3 separate regions of the Mus musculus genome follow, and regions 1 and 2 are each linked to region 3. Evidence: chromatin contacts called from public Hi-C and HiChIP or PLAC-seq data. All regions are on one chromosome and are shown on one strand. Each heading gives the region's core, a stretch centred on a gene start, on an enhancer-like site or on the middle of the called end of the contact. The rest is flanking DNA. Distances are from core to core; before and after follow the strand shown. Region 1 has its middle 18 kb from the start of Gm40118. Region 2 has its middle 6.6 kb from the start of Wnt2b. Region 3 overlaps Tmigd3 (transmembrane and immunoglobulin domain containing 3).

Evidence for each region. Hi-C and Micro-C count contacts between places; a contact is called where the count stands out from the background. HiChIP or PLAC-seq counts read pairs in DNA pulled down with a chosen protein or histone mark.
Region 1: a contact with region 3 is called in a Hi-C map of pancreatic cancer cells, with 5 times the contacts expected there. The contact joins two enhancer-like sites. A contact is called at or near these places in 1 of 39 promoter capture datasets (hippocampal neurons), 1 of 15 datasets of contacts at CTCF or cohesin (embryonic stem cells), 21 of 484 Hi-C or Micro-C datasets (the N1E-115 cell line, adipose-derived mesenchymal stem cells, cardiomyocytes and 14 more), 5 of 115 datasets of contacts at active chromatin or transcription factors (T-cell acute lymphoblastic leukemia, cardiomyocytes, embryonic basal ganglia and 2 more) and 1 of 9 other capture datasets (embryonic stem cells).
Region 2: a contact with region 3 is called in an HNF4G HiChIP or PLAC-seq map of pancreatic cancer cells. The contact joins two enhancer-like sites. A contact is called at or near these places in 1 of 39 promoter capture datasets (hippocampal neurons) and 1 of 115 datasets of contacts at active chromatin or transcription factors (pancreatic cancer cells).

What each region holds. Positions count from the first base shown.
Region 1 is chr3:105,087,617-105,090,962 of GRCm38.p6, reverse strand. No RefSeq gene overlaps it. Among named protein-coding and RNA genes, the nearest start is that of Gm40118, 18 kb to the left of the region's middle. Within about 2 kb of position 1,877, at least 15 of the 459 cell types and tissues checked have an H3K27ac peak or open chromatin away from gene starts, as enhancers often do. A contact at or near this core is called in pancreatic cancer cells, where this site is marked.
Region 2 is chr3:104,966,470-104,970,133 of GRCm38.p6, reverse strand. No RefSeq gene overlaps it. Among named protein-coding and RNA genes, the nearest start is that of Wnt2b, 6.6 kb to the right of the region's middle. Within about 2 kb of position 1,958, at least 231 of the 459 cell types and tissues checked have an H3K27ac peak or open chromatin away from gene starts, as enhancers often do. A contact at or near this core is called in pancreatic cancer cells, where this site is marked.
Region 3 is chr3:105,894,238-105,897,833 of GRCm38.p6, reverse strand. All of the region lies in intron 1 of Tmigd3 (transmembrane and immunoglobulin domain containing 3), which reads right to left. Among named protein-coding and RNA genes, the nearest start is that of Adora3, 8.4 kb to the left of the region's middle. Within about 2 kb of position 2,338, at least 231 of the 459 cell types and tissues checked have an H3K27ac peak or open chromatin away from gene starts, as enhancers often do. A contact at or near this core is called in pancreatic cancer cells, where this site is marked.

The DNA.
Region 1 (3,346 bases), core at 628-3,127, 810 kb after region 3:
AAGTGATTTCTACTCCACTGCCCAACTGGAGGGAAAGAAAGCAGAGCCCTTGATGCTCCTGGCTGGGATCTGGAGCTATGCCTGACGTAGACACTGATTTAATAACCTTTTTTATTTTATGTTACCAGAGTTTGAAGCTAGAACCTTACACATACAAAGCAAGAACATCTGAAACAAAATAGTGTGTGGGTGGGTATGCATGTCCATGTGTGCATGCGTGTGTGCACAGGTTCGTGCACCTTAGTGTGTTAATACAGGTACCCTCGTACCACAGTGCACGTGTGAAGGTCAGAGGACAAACTCAGGTCAGACCTTGCCTTCTGCCTTGTCTGAGACAGAATCTCTTTTTTGCTCCAGACTCTCTGGTCCACAAGCTTCCAAGGATTGTCCTATCTCCACCTCCCATCAGCCATTGCACACCAACGGTCTCAGGATGCGGAGGAGCTGGGGGACAGAGTCCTGGGTGGTGGTGAGCATGGCAGGGATGAATGACCTGGGGGGGAGAGCTCATTCATTGAAATAGAAAGTCTGGCTTATATAGCTTGAGAAAGGGAGGTGCCGCTTGCAGGGGCAAGGGCCTTCCAAGCGTACCAGCTAGATTAGCAGATTGTAGATCACGTGGTTTCTGAGAAGCCAGTTCTCTGGCAGGGAAACAGAAGCCTAACTGGCTTTATCATGATGTGGCCTTTGTCTCTACGGAATTGAGTAGGCCCAAGTCTGATCTAGGTAGGGAGTGACCCCACTCCTGCAGTGCTCTCTGAGACACGTCCCAATTATGGGCAATGCTACACCATCCCATATCTGGCTTGGGAACCCATCACTGTGTCCCTTTTTACATGGACTCTGAGAGGTTCTGGGAGAACTCAAACATGGGTCCTCATATTTGTGTAAGAAGAACTTTTACCCACTGAGTCTTCTCCTCAGCTCCTAAGCAAGCATTCTTGCATTGAAATCGCTACTCATCGGAAGCCTAGAGGTTCTGAAAGTGGGAAGGCCACTGATTTGCAACCAGAAGCAACAGACATGCCTACTAAAACATGCCTGGGCAGAAGACAGGACGCCCTTCCCATATGATCTGCGGTCTCTCACATAGTTGTTGCAGAACATCCAGAAGACCCTGTGACTTCATGTGGTGATGCTCGGAAGTCAGCAGAGTGACCAGAGCCCAGCTTTACCTGGAAGCTTTTAAATTAAGAGTTGGCTACACATAGCAGAGATGGCGTCCCCGGGAGCCTCTATTACTAGTGATGTTAAACGTGCAGCTAATGGGTAAGGAGAGGAAGGGGTGGTCCTGGCTTGGGAAGAAAGCTCTGTAAAACTCCAGCAGAGCCATACCGAACTAGGAAGGAGTAAAGGACAGTTGCTCCTTCCTGTAAGTCATGTAAAGAAGTCAACCATTCCTCACCCCCCCACACTCTGCCCAGAGGCACTTAGGCCTCAAAAAGAAGGGTGACAGGGTGCCTCCAAAGCAAACCCCATTTTTCAACCACTGCTCCAAACAGCTGTGGACCAACTCCAGCATTTGTTAAAAGGGAAGGAGAAAAGCTTGAATTAAAAATTGTAATGCCATCTTTAAGATAAAAGACTGTGTCTTCATTAACATAATAAGACCACTGTGGTGGGTGAAAGTGGCTGAGAAGATATGGACATGCACAGATGGTGAAGGGAGCTGCTTCTCAGCGGGAGAGAGACCTGTACCATACACATCGAGTGCAGGCAGCAGCCACTGGAATAACAAAACTGCTTTGTGTTCATGTCTCAAGGAGTCAACACAACCCAGTAAATCAAACCCAATCACATATATGTGAGAAGTATAGGGCCTTGGAGACCTGTGTCCCTACCATGGCCAACACCCTGGTGACGAATAATGACTCACACAAAATACATACCTGGCTTAGCCAACCACGCGTTGTCCTGCTTCGCAGAGTACACAAGGCAGGATACTCTGTCCTAGGCTTTTAGGGAGGCACTTAACAAAGGGAACATGGCAGTCTCTCCTTAGGAAGATCCCTGGTGGGATGTGCGGTGGGATGTGCTGACAGATAGCTGTAAGAGATGCAGTTTGGCCATTCTTTCTCTGGTATATTCTAGAAAATAATAACCTCATCTCACAGGAACAGGAGCTGGGTAGACCCATCTGGGAGGGTCAAAAGCCAAGGAGGTCCTGAGTCTCCAAGCTGAGATCATGAGATGAACAAGTCAGGGCACACCACAGGTCCTGGGACACATCCAGAAGATGGGGGAAATAACACTGGTGCCTGGGAGGAAATGAGGCTTTAAATGAGCAGGGTGGGAACTGGTTCAGAGAACACGATGTTGGCCTGGTTTATTTCCACCTAGCAAAGAAGAACACTGACTGGTGTCTGCACTGTGACAGAGAATGTGCTAAGCCGGGTTTGTCCTTTTGGGTTTTTTTTTTTTTTTTTTTTTTTTTTTTTTGTTTTGGAGACAGCATCTCACTCTGTAGCCCAGCCTGATCTCCCACTCCTGACCCTCCTGCTTCAGCCTCCCAGCGCCCGGTATGAGTCACCACACCCAACATCACCCTTGTCCTATCTTCCCATCACCCTGTAGGGAAATATTTTCTCCACTTTACAGACAGGGAAAGTGAGGCAGAAAAGTCACCTGAAGTCCACTGCTGCTGGAATTTGAACCTCAGGTCTGTCCTTAGGGCAGACTTGACGATTCTACACTCATGTGATATCAAAACACTGACGGTTTGCTCCAAATCCATTGGGTTTTGCTTCATAGGAGGCTACCTCAGCTTTAGGGAATTCTTTTACAGGTGCCCCCCCCCCCCCCCACCAGTGGCTGAGCCACTGGACCAGCAAGGGCCTCCTCCGGACTGCATCACCCACTGAAAGCCAACCTGCTACCTCAGCTTCCTTCCCTCCTAGGACTGTCAAGCCCCTGTGTACACCTAAGTCTGTCTCACTCAGCACCTGGCTCAGAGTCCTCAGCTAGAAACGCACACGCATGCACACAGACATGCACATGGACACACGGACACAAATCTAGCCCCCAAATCCTCTCTCTGACATTTCTTCCTCCTCACTAGTCTTTGGGTAGTGCAGAGACTGTGTGCTCTAGCTTCATTTGGTCCAAAGCCTCTAAACTAGAAAGAATTCGGGCAAGTCCCAAAGAGTAACTTAACCTCTGTGATTAGATGCTAATGCTCAAAGACAGTAGCTAATGAGCCTGTGGACACCAAGGGCAGAGTGTTACAGGTTGAAAGGGAAACGTCACCTGTATGTTCATGTGTTTGAACACTTGGTTTCCAGCCAGTGGTGCTATTCTGAAAAGCTGCAGGAATTCTCTGAGGCAGAGACTTCCTGGAGGAAGTGAG
Region 2 (3,664 bases), core at 709-3,208, 930 kb after region 3:
CCAAGTGCTAGGACTATACCACCAAGCCAGGTTTAATTTTATTTTTTATTTTTTATTTTTTGGTTTTATGAGACAGGATCTCTCTGCAACACCCTCAAATTCACTTTATAGACCAGTCTGGCCTTGAACTTACAGAATTCCACCTGTCACAGAACTCCACCTGTCTCTCCCTTCAGAGCATGAATTAAAAGCATGCACTACCACACTCAGCTTCAAGCCAGATGTTATTGTTAGTTTTGTTTCTATCTATCTATCTATCTATCTATCTATCTATCTATCTATCTACCTACCTACCTATCATTTGTCTATCTATCCAGAGTGTGTGTGTGTCCCTGTGCCATGATATACATGTGGCAGTCAAAGGACAACTTTTGAGAGTCACTTTCTTCTACCATATGGCTTGGTAGTAGACATCTTTGCCTGCTGAGCAATCTCACCAACTTGCTCATTTCAAATAAATAAATAGATTTCTTCTATTTCCTCCTAATGTCCTCATTATTTTTTAGGCTCCATTCTGGAAATACTATCCCTAGCATATTACAAAAAGAAACAAATAAGGAAATTATTTTCAGCAGGATGTAATGATGCATATCAATAACCCCAGCCTGTGGTGGACTGAGGTGGAAGGGTTGAGAGTTCAAGGCCAGCCTGGATTGCACAGCAAGAACCTGTCTCGAAAATAAATAAATAAATAGATAGATAGATAGATAGATAGATAGATAGATAGATAGATAGATAAATTCCTCGGATGGATTTGTCCGATATTTTTCTCCTGGTTTCTCATGACACTGGGATTACAAAAAGGGGTCCCAGAGGAAGGAATCCTGACCCTATCATTCCCGTGGTTTTGCCTTTTGTCAGAAATGCAGTCGGAGCCACAGCTTCTCAGGTCCACTTCTCTCTGCTAGTGATATACAGGGGAAGCTCCTCCAGGCCTCATAGCTCATTTTATCACTAAAAACATTCCATTCTCTGTATGCACAGCTCACGTCTCCATTCATCTCTGAAGGGCATGTCAGTTGCTCCCCCATCCTGACAGTTATGGAGAGAGTAGCTATCAGCCTCTGTGTGCAGGATTTTATGTGGCCATCCCAGTGAATGGGTGCAATTATTTCGTTACGCGGTAAGAGTATATAGCATTTCCTATGACATCCCTGAGCTGCCTTCCCAACTCACTGGGCCATTTTACCATTTCTCTAGCAACAAATGTGGTCCTGTTGCTCTGTAGCAACAAGAGACTTAAGTGTTATTTTTGTCATTGGGGCAAAAACTATTGCCCTGACTCCAATAATGTTGAGCCTGATGCCCCGGCTAAAGTATTTGTCAGGTTTCTCCCATGGTAAATTCCATTTCCCTTCCCCACACCATAGCTGTGTTGTGTGTGTTAGGAAGATGTCAGAATGTGCAGCGCACACTTAAGGATTAGAATCATACTTCGTGTCGCTGAGTGTGCAGTGTCTACATAAGTTTCTTGGAAGTCTTCCTACATGGGAGACTTGTCCTTTCCCCATTTATTTATTTGTTCAGTTGTTTATTTATATTAGTTCAGACTCGTGGATATTTGTTTTATTCTTTGGATTACTATCAAGAAATGTTTTTATGTTGTTGCTCATGGCCTCCTCGGCTGGCCATCAGGGACTTTATCAGTTGGTCCCTGTGTTTCTGTTACTCCAGTGACCGTGAGTGACAGTAATTCACCTAAACAAAAGAAGCCCTCTGGAGGAACCTCGGTAATATTTGTGTTTCTAAGATCAAAAAGTCTGAGGACGTCCAGGGATTCCTTACCCATGCTGGTTTCAGGTACGTTTGGTTCTAGGCGCTGCGGTCCTGGTGGAATCCCTGAACGTCACACTCTTCCACTCTTGGAAATATCTCCCTTCTCTGTGTCCAGACCTATCTGAAACCCAGGGATCCCCAAAATGAAACTCGGCCCTCTGTCTTTCCAGAAAACGCCACGGCGGGGCGCCCTGCGCACGGGGTGCATTCCAGCCGGCCGCGAGCGTTGCAAAGGACTGGGCGTCTGGGCTCGCTCAGTCGGGTCCCCGCGGAGCCCCGGCCTCGCCCGACCCCGGCGACCTGCCTCACCCCTGGGTCTGCGGCGTCTCTCTGGGCCACGTCCGTGCGTTGTGACGCCTAGAACAGAGGGATGGCGGCGAGAGTGGTCCGCGGGCTCCACTCCCCTGGACGCCCTCCCGCCCTCCGCCGACCATTCCCACAGAGAGCAACCGGGCCTTCCCGGCCCAGACGCCGCCCTTCTCTCGCTTTCCTCGGTCCGGCTTTCTCGGCAGGGCAGACCCTTAGCCAGCGAACTAAAAGCCAGCGATAAACAGCTGCAGCTGGAGACCTGGCTAATTGATACAATAAGTTCTGTAATTGCCTCGAAAATAAGGTAATGATTTGGCAGAGGGAATGCTTTGATCTTATCAGCCCAGAGAGATCTCTCCAAGGAAAATTCAGGGACTTGGTTGGAGGCTTCCAATTTGAAGTGCAATGCCGAGGGCCAGCCTGATCCCCACCCCACCCCTCCCCCACGTTCCCTATGTCCTTCTGCAAGTTCTGGGCTTTTCAAGAAGGGATTGCCAAGTCCTAAAATGACCGAAAAGTACACACAATTAGGCCGTGAGATATGCGTTGAAGAGGGGTAGATTCTGGACTGTTCGGGAACAGGGGAATAGCTGAAATGCATAATCCAGTTCTGGAAAGCCTGCAGAAGAGACTGGAATGGAGGTGGGAGGCAAGCTTGGCTCAAACCTCAGCCTTTTTTTTTTTTTTTTTTTTTAAACACAGGGAGGCTTGCTGACTTGGCCTTTACTCGAAGGAGGGGGTCCAGAGGAGAGAACCTTGTGTGCCCTGCCTTTCCAAGAACACACACACACACACACACACACACACACACACACACACATACACACACACAAATACGCACACACACACACACACACACACACACACACACACACACACACACGGCACTGTGGGTGTCCTTGCCTGGCAGAGGCTCCAGCACAAAGAGGATTAGAGAGATGAGCTAATCTGGTTTGTATCCCAGACATGGCCCCAGAAAGGGACCCTGTCTACACTGATGTTTAAGGGAGTGGAGTAGTGACGAATCTTGCTTTGAGGGCCTTGCTGGCTGACACTAACAGGGACTCTCCCCATTGGCGTCCTTAAGACGCTCGAGTCCAGGCTTCAGGGTCAAATTTAGAAGCAGAGGCAGAGGCCTTGGGCATAACAGGATGGCGTATGCTAAAGGAAGAAGAGATAAAGACAGAGGACGTTCCACAGCAGAAAGTTGCTCTCCATCCTCTCCATCTACTCTAGTCCCAGTGTGGGGAAACTGAGGCCCAACGTGGGGAAGTGACTTACAGTATTGTAAATAGTGCCTAAGTTCTGCATTGAGTTGAAGGTAGGAAGCATTTTGTTTTTAAATCTTTTCTGGCCCTTGTACTGCAGGAGCTGAGGGTAGAATAAAGTCATGCACCAGAGAACGTATAGAGGCAGGTCCTGGAGAGAGTCAGAAAGCCAGACACCGAGAAACAGATGGAGACGAGAGAGAAAAGAAAGAAGAACATGGGTCACAACTGTGCATCCCTCTCTCTCCCTTTCTCCCTCTGTCTCTGTCTCTGTCTGTCTGTCTGTCTGTCTGTCTGTCTGTCTCTCCCCT
Region 3 (3,596 bases), core at 1,089-3,588:
AATGTATTTATTTATTTTATATTTGTGAGTACACTGTAGCTTTACAGATGGTTGTGAGCCTTCATGTGGTTGTTGGGAATTGAACTTTTTAGGACCTCTGCTCGCTCCAGTCAACTTTGGTCACTCAGTCCCTGCTTGCTCCAGCCCAAAGATTTATTATTATACATAAGTACACAGTAGCTGTCTTCAGACACACCAGAAGAGGGCATCGGATCCCATTACAGATAGCTGTGAGCCACCGTGTGGTTGTTGGGATTTGAACTCAGGACCTTCGGAAGAGCAGTCAGTGCTCTTACCCTCTGAGCCATCTTACCAGCCTTATAAGCAACTCTTATAAGGAAAACATTTTACTGAGCAGGCTTACAGTTCAGAGGTTTTATCCATTATCATCATGGTAGGAAGCATGGTGGCACGTAGACAGACATAGTGCTGGAACAGTAACTGAGAATTCTACATCTAGATCAGCAGGCAGCAGGAAGAGACCATAAGCCACTAAACCTGGCTTGAGCTTCTGAGACAGTGACAGTTCCTCCAACAAGGCCACACCTCCTAATACTGCAACTCCCCTATGAACCTAAGGGAGCCATTTTTATTCAAACCATCACAAGTTGCCATTGCTCTTGTTTGTTTGTTTGTTTTAAAGATTTATTTATTATTATATGTAAGTACACTGTGTTTTTGTCTTCAGACACACCAGAAGAGGGCACTGGATCCCATTATAGATGGTTGTGAGCCACCATGTGGTTGCTGGGAATAGAACTGAGGACCTCTGGTAGAGGAGTCAGTGCTCTTAGCCGCTGAGCCATCTCTCCAGTCCGTGGCAAATGCTCTTAACCACTGAGTCAAATCTCCAGCCCTGGCTCCTGGTATCTTAGTTGTCATGCTCTGTTCTTTTATTATGAGCACATGCTTTTGGGAAGACTGCAAGTCACAAATAACGAGCACATAGAAGGAACTTTGGTGTTGCTTCCCATTCACCCATAGGGATTTGTGTAATTCTAAAAATAAAATACCCAGCCAGATGCATGCTTGGAATCCCAGAAGTTGGGAGGCTGAGGCAGCTTGATCTCTGTGAATTCAAAGCCAGAGCAGACTGCCAAGGTTACAAAGTGAGACCCTGTCTCTAGAAACAAGAAACAAAACATGGCAAAGCTGTCATTTTAATTGAGTATCTTGGAGAGGACTCAATAACAGAGCTTGGGGCACTGATGCCCAGAAGTATCCGGGATGGTGCCACCCACGGCACAGGCAGAACCCACTTACCATTGTATGTACAATCAACTCCCAAGAAGGATCAAAGGCGCTGGTGGGCAGCCAGTGGCCCCTCCCTCACTATGGATTCCATTTCAGCTTATGCTATCCTCTCTTTGAGCACTTTTATGCTACTTTGGAGTTAAATTGTTTCTCCCACTTCCTATTCAACTTTGGACCTCCAGGAGCCTCTTATAACACCTGGCAACATGGGAGACCTGTTTTATGTTGGAGCTGAATGCATATATTATTCCCAGGTCTGTCCCCACCCTACCCCCACACACATCCCACCCCAGCCCAAGAGGGTGCTAACCATGTCACTGTGTTGGGCAGAAGCTGAGAGGAACGAGAGGGTCCATTTTTTGTTTCTTTGTTGCATCTTTTCCCTGCAGTCTTTTGGGGTTATGTTACTCAGTCTGGTTAAGAGGCCCTTAGAGAGAATGCCTTACAAGACAGTTTGTGGCTTCTCTATGCTTGTTTACCACCACACGTCCATTCTCTCTTCAGTGTGATTTGTCTAATCTGATGCCATGGGCACCCTGTTTTCTGTGTTCCATGATCAGAGCTCTGTCATTTGTTCTTGGCCCTGTTCTTCTTGCTTTTTCTGTAGGGCTTAGAACTGTTCCTGGTGTTACACTCATCACTTTTCTTGTCCCAAATCAACATTCACAGTGAGATTTTAGAGCACAAGTGTGCTAGAAGTGGAATTGAACATGAGAGGAAACTGGTGCCCAAAGTGACTGGTTTGAGGTCAAAACCGGCTAGCCAGAACATTTAGCTCCTTGTTTATTCTGGTGCCCACCTCGCTGAGCCCACAGATGAACACCCTAGGACCACCCAACCAGACAGTGATCCACTGCATGTATGTGTCATGGCCAGTCTCCCTGCCCTGTCCATCCAGGTTGATGTGCCAGCCAGTCATATCACCTCTTACTGGAAGTTACCTTCCAGACCTTCAGCACTCAAACCTGTGCCAGAGTTCTCTGCCTCGGTGAGATTCCCGCATCGAACCACCTCCTGTCCCACTCCATGTACACACAGGGCTTCTGCCTCCAGGTGTCAGGCCTGTCCCACTGCATTTATGCCCTGAGGCCCAGCCCCGGGGAAGAAATCAAAATGGGCTGGCTGCCAGCGAGTGACTCAGACGTTGAACATGCCACGTCCTTCTTGCTTTGTGAGCTTTGTTTCTAAGCGGATAACCTTGGCCACATTGCCCAATCTCCCATGTCTTTAATTCCTCTTTGGTGAAGGAGGAAGATTATTCTTTGGGACCTGAAAGAAGTAAAAAACACCCAACATCTGGGGCAGGGTCTGGACCACTCTTAGAGTCCTGCACCCATGCTCTTCCTGTGGGCCTCATGGGCACCGGGCCAGTGACTCCTCATGAGGTGCTTGCTGGTTACTGAACCAACAGGAAGCGTCTCTATACCCACAGACCCTCTGTGAACCGTGAACTGCAGGCTGGCTGTGCCCCTGAGGTTGGAATGGTCTAGATGTGGCTTTCCTTGGCACCTTTCTCTCGTCTTTTGTTGAAGAAGCTTTTTGCTCCAAATCCTCTGTTGGTTTTCTGAGCTTCAGAAACTGGACTCACCCGAAGGCGATGGCAGGACGGCGATGACGTCTTCTCCTATCTTCTCTACTTGCCAGGAAGTGAGTGGCTTGACCGCATGAAGAAGCTTGTGCCAGGGTTCAGCTATGAGACCGCCCCCCTTCGTGAGCCCAGGCAGAGGCCAGCCTGGGGGGTCTGACTGCAGGCAGTTCCTAGACAGGCAGGATGGAGCACCCGCAGCCACAGGGGCCTCTCCGTTGCTGCAGGTGAAGCCTGGCTATCTCAAGAGCCCGCCCTATTCAGAACCATAACCACAGTTTCTGTGTCTTACCTGTCACTCATTCTGGAGGGCGTGGCAGAGCACTTGGCACTTTTCAAGGCTATAAAAAGGCCACCTTCTGGGCAGGGTGTGAAGGTTGATGAATATTATGGTCACCTCCTGCCAAAACAGCTGCTTGACAGACATGAAACGCACGGCACACAATTTACGATTTAATGCGCAGCCTATTCATTTGTGTCTGCACTTGATCCTGAATACCAAACACTTTCTAACCTTTCATTAACCTTGGAATAGATCCTGACTGTGAAGGGCCAAGGAACCAGAATGACTCTCCAGTCATTCCCGGGCCTCCAGGAGAATGGCTCTTTCTGACCTGAACCCTCCAGGATGACTCAACTGACCCACTCTGGGCCCTGCCAGATGGAAGCCAGATAGATGTTGTTTTGGTGGCCCCGGCTGCAGCAGAGGCCAGCAGAAGTCTAGGTCACTGCAGATGGTCCAGTCTCTGGTCCTTTC